Linked DNA regions of Gossypium hirsutum: regions 2 and 3 are each linked to region 1. The links are chromatin contacts, called in public Hi-C maps. All regions are on one chromosome and are shown on one strand. The core of a region is the stretch at or near the end of the contact, and the rest is flanking DNA. Distances in the headings are between cores, read along the strand shown. Region 1 holds the start of LOC121213786 (cytochrome P450 89A2). Region 2 holds the start of LOC107951850 (protein ROOT HAIR DEFECTIVE 3). Region 3 holds the start of LOC107951798 (tocopherol O-methyltransferase, chloroplastic).

Evidence for each region. Hi-C and Micro-C count contacts between places; a contact is called where the count stands out from the background.
Region 2: a contact with region 1 is called in a Hi-C map of leaf, with 2.0 times the contacts expected there. The contact joins the promoter of LOC107951850 here to the promoter of LOC121213786 in region 1. A contact is called at or near these places in 9 of 34 Hi-C or Micro-C datasets (callus, hypocotyl and leaf).
Region 3: a contact with region 1 is called in a Hi-C map of leaf, with 2.0 times the contacts expected there. The contact joins the promoter of LOC107951798 here to the promoter of LOC121213786 in region 1. A contact is called at or near these places in 2 of 34 Hi-C or Micro-C datasets (both in leaf).

Annotation. Positions count from the first base shown.
Region 1 is chrA02:81,677,892-81,680,817 of Gossypium_hirsutum_v2.1, forward strand. It overlaps LOC121213786 (cytochrome P450 89A2), which reads left to right and starts at 1,547. Exons shown (of 1, transcript XM_041086889.1): 1 at 1,547-2,926. The coding sequence starts at 1,829.
Region 2 is chrA02:81,932,282-81,935,207 of Gossypium_hirsutum_v2.1, forward strand. It overlaps LOC107951850 (protein ROOT HAIR DEFECTIVE 3), which reads left to right and starts at 1,520. Exons shown (of 23, transcript XM_016887013.2): 1 at 1,520-1,650; 2 at 2,267-2,416; 3 at 2,869-2,892. The coding sequence starts at 2,367.
Region 3 is chrA02:81,549,630-81,552,555 of Gossypium_hirsutum_v2.1, forward strand. It overlaps LOC107951798 (tocopherol O-methyltransferase, chloroplastic), which reads left to right and starts at 1,503. Exons shown (of 6, transcript XM_016886942.2): 1 at 1,503-1,930. The coding sequence starts at 1,690.

The DNA of each region.
Region 1 (2,926 bases), core at 297-2,796:
AACTCTTAGGGTGGCGGCGGGATACATTGCATACACGCAAACTACTACATCACTCGATCGAATCTGTTCATCTCGACTGTTGCAAAAATGATTAATGACATTTTGACGTGCCAGATGTTGCAATTGGCCAAAAATTTAGTCGGGACGTATTCATGAATCCTCGGATCTGCATATGATATCCAAACAAATCGCAGTAAAAATTTGCATCCAAAGAAACTATAGTAAAAATTTATAAATTTTAGCACGTGCCCAATATTTAATTTCAAATGCTTGAATAAGAAACTGATAACTTTGAAATTCATAAACTAACCTTCTCTTTGGTTTGTTGATCTAAAGCTAGTCAGATATCCTCGAGCTCGGTTGGTATTTCGTTGTGTCTCGCACAGTTGTTTCCTTTATTAAAATAATATGTTAATTCAAAATTACAACAATGAAAAATTAAAACGATAATAATATTATCAAATGAATTTTACCATATTACAAGTGAGAATTCATAAAGGGGTCCACTCGAGGGGCATAAAAATGGTAGTCGATATCATGCCCACGATTAAAAAAGGAGCATGCAACAACTGATTTTAACTTTTTTGGTTTCATCGCTTGACACATTTCTCGATACAATGTCGACAGCATTGCTGATCCCCAACTAAGTCGCCCCGCTTCTTTCAAGTTGGCTAGTAGTAGTAGCCACTTTAAATGTACCAGATTTCAAGATTTATTTGGCATAAAGTAGACCCCTAATCAACCTTAAGATGAATGCGCGCGCGGGTTGTTCTTTTCAACGTTACTCGCGAAATGCTCGATAGTTTTGAACTTGTCCTCCAACCATCTCATCTCAATCCGACTACCCCTAAACTTGTTCGACACTTTCTCTAGTAGTTTCTCGCATGTTGCACTACAACCGACACTAAGCATTAACCCCGTAACGACTTCCCCATCGATCAGTAGACAGAGTTGTAAACTAACTTCTTTGAGTGTAATTGTACACTTATCACAGGGAAGATGGAATGTGTGTGTCTCTAGACTCCATCTTTTGACCAAACCATTAATAGGTAGCGAATCCAATTTAGTCCCCTCAAGCATGTGAGCCACGTAAAAAAATCCTGCATCTCGCAAATGATCATAAATGACCTCCGATGTAGCTTCACTTAAATTGTTTATGTACGTCTCCGAAATCCGATCTTCGGCTTGAGTATATAAACATAAAAAATTAATAATGTTAACAACATAATAATTAATTATTTAAAATTAAATAATTTAATAATATTTTCTTACTATTTGTAATTGAAAGCCAGATATATGCTTGTCATCTAGACAAATAAACTGATTTGCCATTTTACAAATTATAAGGAATAAAATAAAATCGAAAAGAATAAGATTTAGAGAAAGATTTAAAAAAATAATTGAGAAATGAGAAATGGGGATTGAGTTAATAAGAATGAAATTTAGAGATGTTTATATTGGAAAAAATTATGACTAATGGGCCCTTGTAATTATTGAAAAAGTTACCATTGAAATAGTTATCATTAAAAGGAAAATGTATATTATAGGATGCGTTTTTCTTATTCTTTCAAAAAACAATAAAAATCGGTAAATTAAAAAAAAAAGCATACTTCCTCAATTTTTTTTATATTCAGCATATTTCTAAAAATAAGCTAATGAATTATTTTGATAGGAAAATCCTTTTCAGTATTTTAAAAGCAATGAAAGTAATTTCGTTTGTTTGTTGACAATCCACAACCACAAAATAAACAAAGATGGAAGATAGGCAGCCTTATAAACTCAAACACTATTTTCTCTTTCGTCTACTCCGTCACTCTACTATACCCAAATGGAATCTTGGTTCTTCATCCTCCTCGTCGCTTTCTCCATTTCCATTATTCTCAAAGCCTTCTTCAACCTCTTCTCTCCTCCCAAAAAGCTTACCCACACTCTCCCTCCAGGCCCTTCCACTTTCCCTATCATTGGCAACTTCTTATTTCTCCGCAAATCTTTCTTCGAAATCGAGCCAATACTCCGCAACCTTCGCAAAAAGTATGGTTCCATGGTCACTCTCCACATTGGTCCTCGCCCCTCCATCTTTGTCTCCGATCGTTCCCTTGCTCACCAGGCGTTAGTCCAAAGCGGTTCACTGTTTTCCGACCGCCCCAAAGCTCTTCCTATTAGCAAAATCATGAGTAGCAACCAACACAACATCAGCTCCGCCCCGTATGGACCGAACTGGCGGGTTTTGCGGCGGAACCTGACATCAGAAATTCTCCATCCTTCGCGTATCAAGTCGTATTCTCATGCACGTAAATGGGTTTTGGACATTCTTTTTGATATTTTGCAATCAAAGGCTAAAACCGGAGAACCAGTTCAGGTTTTAACTCATTTTCAATATGCTATGTTTTGTTTACTGGTTTTAATGTGCTTTGGTGACAAGCTTAGTCAGGAGCAGATAAAAAAGATCGAGGATGTTGTGCGAAGAGGGCTGCTGGGGTTGGAAAGGTTCAATATACTTAACTTTTGGCCTAAGGTGACCAAGGTTTTGCTTCGTAAGCGATGGCAGGAGTTTTTTCAGCGACGTAAAGATCAAGAGGATGTGCTGATACCATTGATAAGAGCAAGAAAGAAAGCTAAAGAGGAGAAATTGAGTGATAAGAAAAGCGATGATTATGTTTTGGCATACGTTGATACTTTATTGGATTTGGAGTTACCAGAAGAGAAAAGGAAACTTACTGAAGGAGAAATTTTTAGTTTGGCCTCTGAATTCCTTAATGCTGGTACTGATACTACCTCCACTGCTTTGCAATGGGTTATGGCAAATTTGGTGAAATACCCTCATATTCAAGATAAGTTATTTCTTGAAATTAAAGGGGTTGTGGGAGATGGAGAGGAAATCAAAGAAGATGATTTACAAAAGATGCCTTATCTGAAAGCAGTGATA
Region 2 (2,926 bases), core at 270-2,769, 250 kb after region 1:
AATTTAATTTCAACACATTTAATTTTTTAATTCATCAAACAATACATAAATTAAATGCGTATTTAGAAGAGGTGCTAAAATTACATAATTCAGATGTGACATTTCTTTAAAATAAATGTTTGTAAAAATAATAATAAAATGTTTGCACAATTAATTTTTCATCTCAAATTTATTTACTAGGGTACATTTGTTTTGTGAAATATTAGATTATGTTGTGTGATAATATTATGGAAATGTAAGATTATGGGTGGAATACGGGATTATATTATTTAGTTAATTTGGTTGGAATATAAAATTTGGATGTTTAGTTGAAGGAATGAAAGATTATATAGAAACACATTTTACTCAATTGATCTTGTTATAAAATTTATTTATTATAACAAGTTTAATTCCTTTAATATCTCAATTTTTATATAATTATTATAAATTATTACAATTCTTATTTTTTATTATAATTTGTGTACAAATAAGTAAATATGTAATTTTAAAATAAATTTTATGAATCAGAAAAGTTATCGCAACAACAACTATAAATATATTAATAACCATAATTAATAATATGTTTTTTTTTTCCTTACAAAATCAATCTCATTTTCACTTTATTTCTACTATTATTAAATAAGACCAACTCAATTAAACAACAAAATTTATTAAAAAAAATATTTATGTCTTTCAATAATTTTATTAATTCTTTAAAAAACTCACAATTGATGAGTGATTAAATTAAAAGATTTAATATTCTTTGGGTACCGAGTTTAAATTTTTTTTAATTGTCTTATATAAGGTTTAACCATACCCATTTTTTCATTTTAAATTTGGTTTCTGGTGGGTTCCATCTGGACCCATGCCGCTATGAAACATTGGGTTATTAGAGTGCGTGCGCAGTGACTGTTAAAGCAGCCGATCACACACTGCCCACTTTTTGCAAAAAAAGGGATGGGCGGCTGATGGGCACTGCTAGAATCGGTGATCGTGCAGCTGACCCCCCAACCAAACACAATTCCCTACCAAAACTTTTCCCTTTTGTCTTGGACAACTAATCAGATGCTTCCATCTTTGCACCTTGTTTGGAGGTGTATGGAGACTTATTTGAGGATGCATGCATTGAGTTCAATTTGTATTGATTTTTTTTTAATCTATTAAGAAATTAAGAAATTTTAAAATTTAATAAAAAAGGAAAAAAATTATTATCGAAGTGGGTCTAATTTTTTCTCTTTTACTTTTCAAATTTTACTACCTATCCCATTGCTAATTGAATTATGTTAAATTTAAATACATTATTACAATTGAGATTTAATTTTTCAAACCATACTTTTGAACATTAAAATTCTGCTACTCAAATTAATAGAAATGAAATAATAACATTAGAATCTAATTTTCAAATTATAAGTAGTTATCAAATTCTTGAAATTAAAAAAGAAAGGACTAAATTTGAGAAATCTAACAGGTTTAGGGACTAAAGATAAAATTAAACTTATTTACTTTGCGGTCTTTGATTACCCAGTCCAGCCCACTTTTAAAGAAAAGAAAAAAGCAGTAAACTCAAGACAAGTTTCAAAGCCTCTCTCTATTTTACTCCTCTTTCTCTGTCTTTCATTGACATCGATCTCCTCAGTTTCTGAGCTATCAATTTCAAACAAGATTCAATGGGTACGTTCTCGCATCGCATCGCATCGTCTCATCTTATTCTTTTCTTTTCCCATTTCTGTTTTGCCTTATTATTTTCTCTCTGTTTATAGCTGTTTTAAGTGATCCGTTTCTTCCTTTGTTTAGTTAAAATTTTTCTGTTTCTTGTTTAATTTCTATGATGTAACTGAACCAGAGCGTTTTAGCATCAGCGCCGCCTTAATAATTTTGTTCTTTTACTATTAGTTAATGAGCGATGCGATCTCTTTTATGTTAAAATTTATATTTAAACTTGGTTTTTAGGTTTTTTAAGAGTTTCTGTAAAGTATTGTAGTCTGAAGTTAATTTTTCTGTTTGGATCGGGTCTATAGATAGATTTTATGTATACTGCATGTTTGGTTGCTGAGGAAACTGAAGAAAACTAAAAAAGAAAAAGAGAAAATCCGATTTTGCTTATCAGCTCCGTAGATATTAAAGTTGCCAAATTTATCTGTCTGAATTACTGAATATACTAACTGTTTTTAGTTGAGATATTCTTAAATTTTCCTTGATCAATTGATATGGATATTTTAATCTTAACGTTGCTGATGGAACCTTCATTCTCTTTACTGAAACATAATACGGACATTTCGCTTCACAGCCACGACTGAGGAATGTCATTCAATTCAACTTATTGATGGAGATGGATTGTTCAATGATGTTGGAACTGACCGCCTTATCAAGGAAATTAAGCTTGCTGAATGTGGGTTGTCATATGCTGTGGTTGCTATCATGGGACCTCAGAGCAGCGGTATGCTTTGTTATCTTAATGACATCTTGCTTTATACTTGTCCTTTTCTTGGTCCTTAGGTGCCTATTCCTAGGTCATACTGAGCTGCTTATTTGTTCTCATTTTCTTTAATGATACTTAATTAGAAATACTTGGGTTGCATGTGAGAGTATGATAAACTTGGAGTTTGGTCACTGCAGCTTTGCACAAAGGCATATTTTTCATATTTCACTTTGATACGAACTTCTTCCATATGGTATTATTGGAAACTTCTGTATTTAGTTTTGTATATATCTTTCTTGCATAATTTTTTTTTTTAAATTCTAACACATGCCATGGAAGATTTTAGTTTTGGTGTTTTATCATGGTAGCTGTGTAAGTTCTGATTGTTCCATTTAAAGTTTTATTTTGTTTTCCATGATCTCAACAGGTAAAAGCACACTGTTAAATCATTTGTTTTGCACCAATTTCAGGGAAATGGATGCATTTAAGGGAAGGTAACTTACGTTTTTCTAATAAGTAGTAACACAT
Region 3 (2,926 bases), core at 253-2,752, 130 kb before region 1:
TTTAGTTATTCTATTAATCGTACTAATTTTTAATAGTACTAAAATTTTTAATAAAAAATTTAATTTTTTAAATATAAAATACAATAATTAATTTACTTATTTTTTAAATCAAAATTAGGTACTATTCATGAAGCTTCTCAAACGTTGGTGTCTTGAGCCAATACACATCAATTCAGAGGAAAAAGAAACATAAAATTAAAATAATAAAGGAAAACTATTTCATACCCCAAAAAAACTCATCTCTAACATTTACCATACGCTCTCTAAAAACCATTCCTTCCTCTCTTAAAAAATTTATTTCTTAAAAGTAATTATATATATATTATTTAAGTTTTAATCACTCACCCACGTGGTGGGTGGGTGCGGCTTTGTTATTCTAATAATAATTAGATATTGCCCCACAACGTAGATGATAAACAAATTTATGTAAAATTTAAGGTTTGGTGCTTCCACGGGCACCCTTTCACTTTATTTTAGTAGCCACTTAATATGAAAAATTTGCTTATCAATTCCTTGAATACATTTTAATTCAATATCGCCAATTTGACAGGCGGTACTAATAAGATCATATTGTTTTAGTATATAATCTAATCGATATGCCATTTCAATTATTAATTTTTTTTTGTATTATTTAAGTAAAAAAGCTAGAATTATTCCTCTCACACCTCCTCCCATATATTTAATATTATATCAAAATAAAAAATTGTTATATCATTTAATAATTAAATTATAAATACTTTAAAACTCTATACAAATATTTTATCCAAAATATTTCACTAAACTTTTAATTAATATTAACTTATGATACCCATTATTTCTTATATAGAATAATAAAAAATCTTCAAAATAATATAAATTACTTTGTAAGGTAAGTATTTTTATCCGATGAGTTAGGTCAAGTCTAAACATAATATTAATATACTTTATGTTTGTCCAAGTCCTGAATTTAAGTTGCTACAAAAGCTATCCCTAATTTAAGTGAGAGTTAAAGTGGCAATTGAAATGGGTTCCATTTAAAGACACACAAATGTATCATTGGCCTATTGTAGGTATGCTGTTATTGAATAAGCATGAAACCATAAACACAAATTTTTTGGTTCTCTCACTCTCCATTCCAAGCATGAAACCAAAAAACAATTTTTTACCTTCTTTCGTTTCTTATCTCTTTCCATCCGTTTCTCCCCACCCAAAAGGAAAACGTTGGGATAGGTGTGGTCGGCAGCCGAGCCATACTACAATGCCTTCCTATGGTACCAGTGTATCTTGTTTTTATTCTTCTTTTATATCATGACATCTATCAAACCTTTATTATTTCTTATTGAATTAATATTAATAAAAAAAACCATGTCATATGCTAGAAATATATTGTGTGTGAGAAGGAAAATAAAATATTTTAAAGAGTAAGGGACAAAGTAGGGCAAATATTTACTGAAATTATTCACTTCACCTCACCTCACCTCACCTGACCGGTTCTATTTAAAACCATGACATTGACATTGATTGGAAGCAAACTTACAATTCCATTATTTTTCTCTATTTTACCCTTCATACACTCCCACAATCACAAAACTGCAGCCACCACTATGACTCAAGTGGATAAAAATTATTATAAATAAGTGACATCTGCTTACAAACTTCCCATTCCCATTCCGATTCCCTTATTTGTATTTTCCGTGGCAGGCAAGACTTATGACGACGCATGGCGAGACCGCTGCAACGAGCACGCTCGATGCGCACATGCATCGGGCGTGCTCGTTGCAGGAAGGGATAGCGGAGTTCTACGACCAGTCGTCTGGGCTTTGGGAAGACATTTGGGGTGACCATATGCATCATGGTTTTTACGATCCAGATTCCAATGTTTCAGGCTCCGATCATCCAGCTGCCCAGATCCGAATGATTGAAGAATCGCTCCGTTTCGCTGGAATAACCGGTTCGTTTTCTTTTCTTTTCTACCCACTTGTCAAATTCCATTAAAATCAAAGGATAAAGAATAACAAAGCACTAATATTCAACTTGAAACCAAACCTGCTCAACCCAAACTATTAATCTGGATTCAGTGGTTGAAAGCCAGCTCAGGTTTCTACAATTTTGTCTATGCGCTGAGGTTTGTATTTAAAATTACTATTTGAAATTAGTGCCACTTTTGCATATTCGTTAAAAGACCTTCCGAAGGGTTTAAGTAAAATTTCTAAGGGTTTAAGTAAAATTTGAGAGGATTTAATTAAAAATATTAAGTTAAATAGAAGGGTTTGAGGAAAAAATTAGAATTTAAAATATAGGTCGAGTTTAGATTTGAATATTTAATTTATAATATTTTATATTTATTATTTTTATATATTATTTAATTTAAAATATATTAAAAAATAAATCTATAATACTATTTTAATATAATACTTTAAAACTCTATACAAATATTTTATCCAAAATATTTCACTAAACATTTAATTAATATTAACTTATGATACCCATTATTTCTTATATAGAATAATAAAAAATCTTCAAAATAATATAATTTACTTTGTAAGGTAAGTATTTTTGTAAGATAAATATTTTTGTCCAAATAAGTTAAGTGAAGTCTAAACATAATATTAATAATATTAATATACTTTATATTTGTTCAAGCCCTGTTCAACCCTGAATTTAGCTTGCCACAAAAGCTCTCTTTAATTTAAGTGAGAGCTAAATAGCAATTGAAATGGGTTCCATTTAAAGACACACAAATGTATCATTGGCCTATTGTAGGTATGCTGTTATTGAATAAGCATGAAACCATAAACACAAATTTTTTGGTTCTCTCACTCTCCATTCCAAGCATGAAACCAAAAAACAATTTTTTATCTTCTTTCGTTTCTTATCTCTTTCCATCCGTTTCTCCCCACCCAAAAGGAAAACGTTGGGATAGGTGTGGTCGGCAGCCAAGCCATAC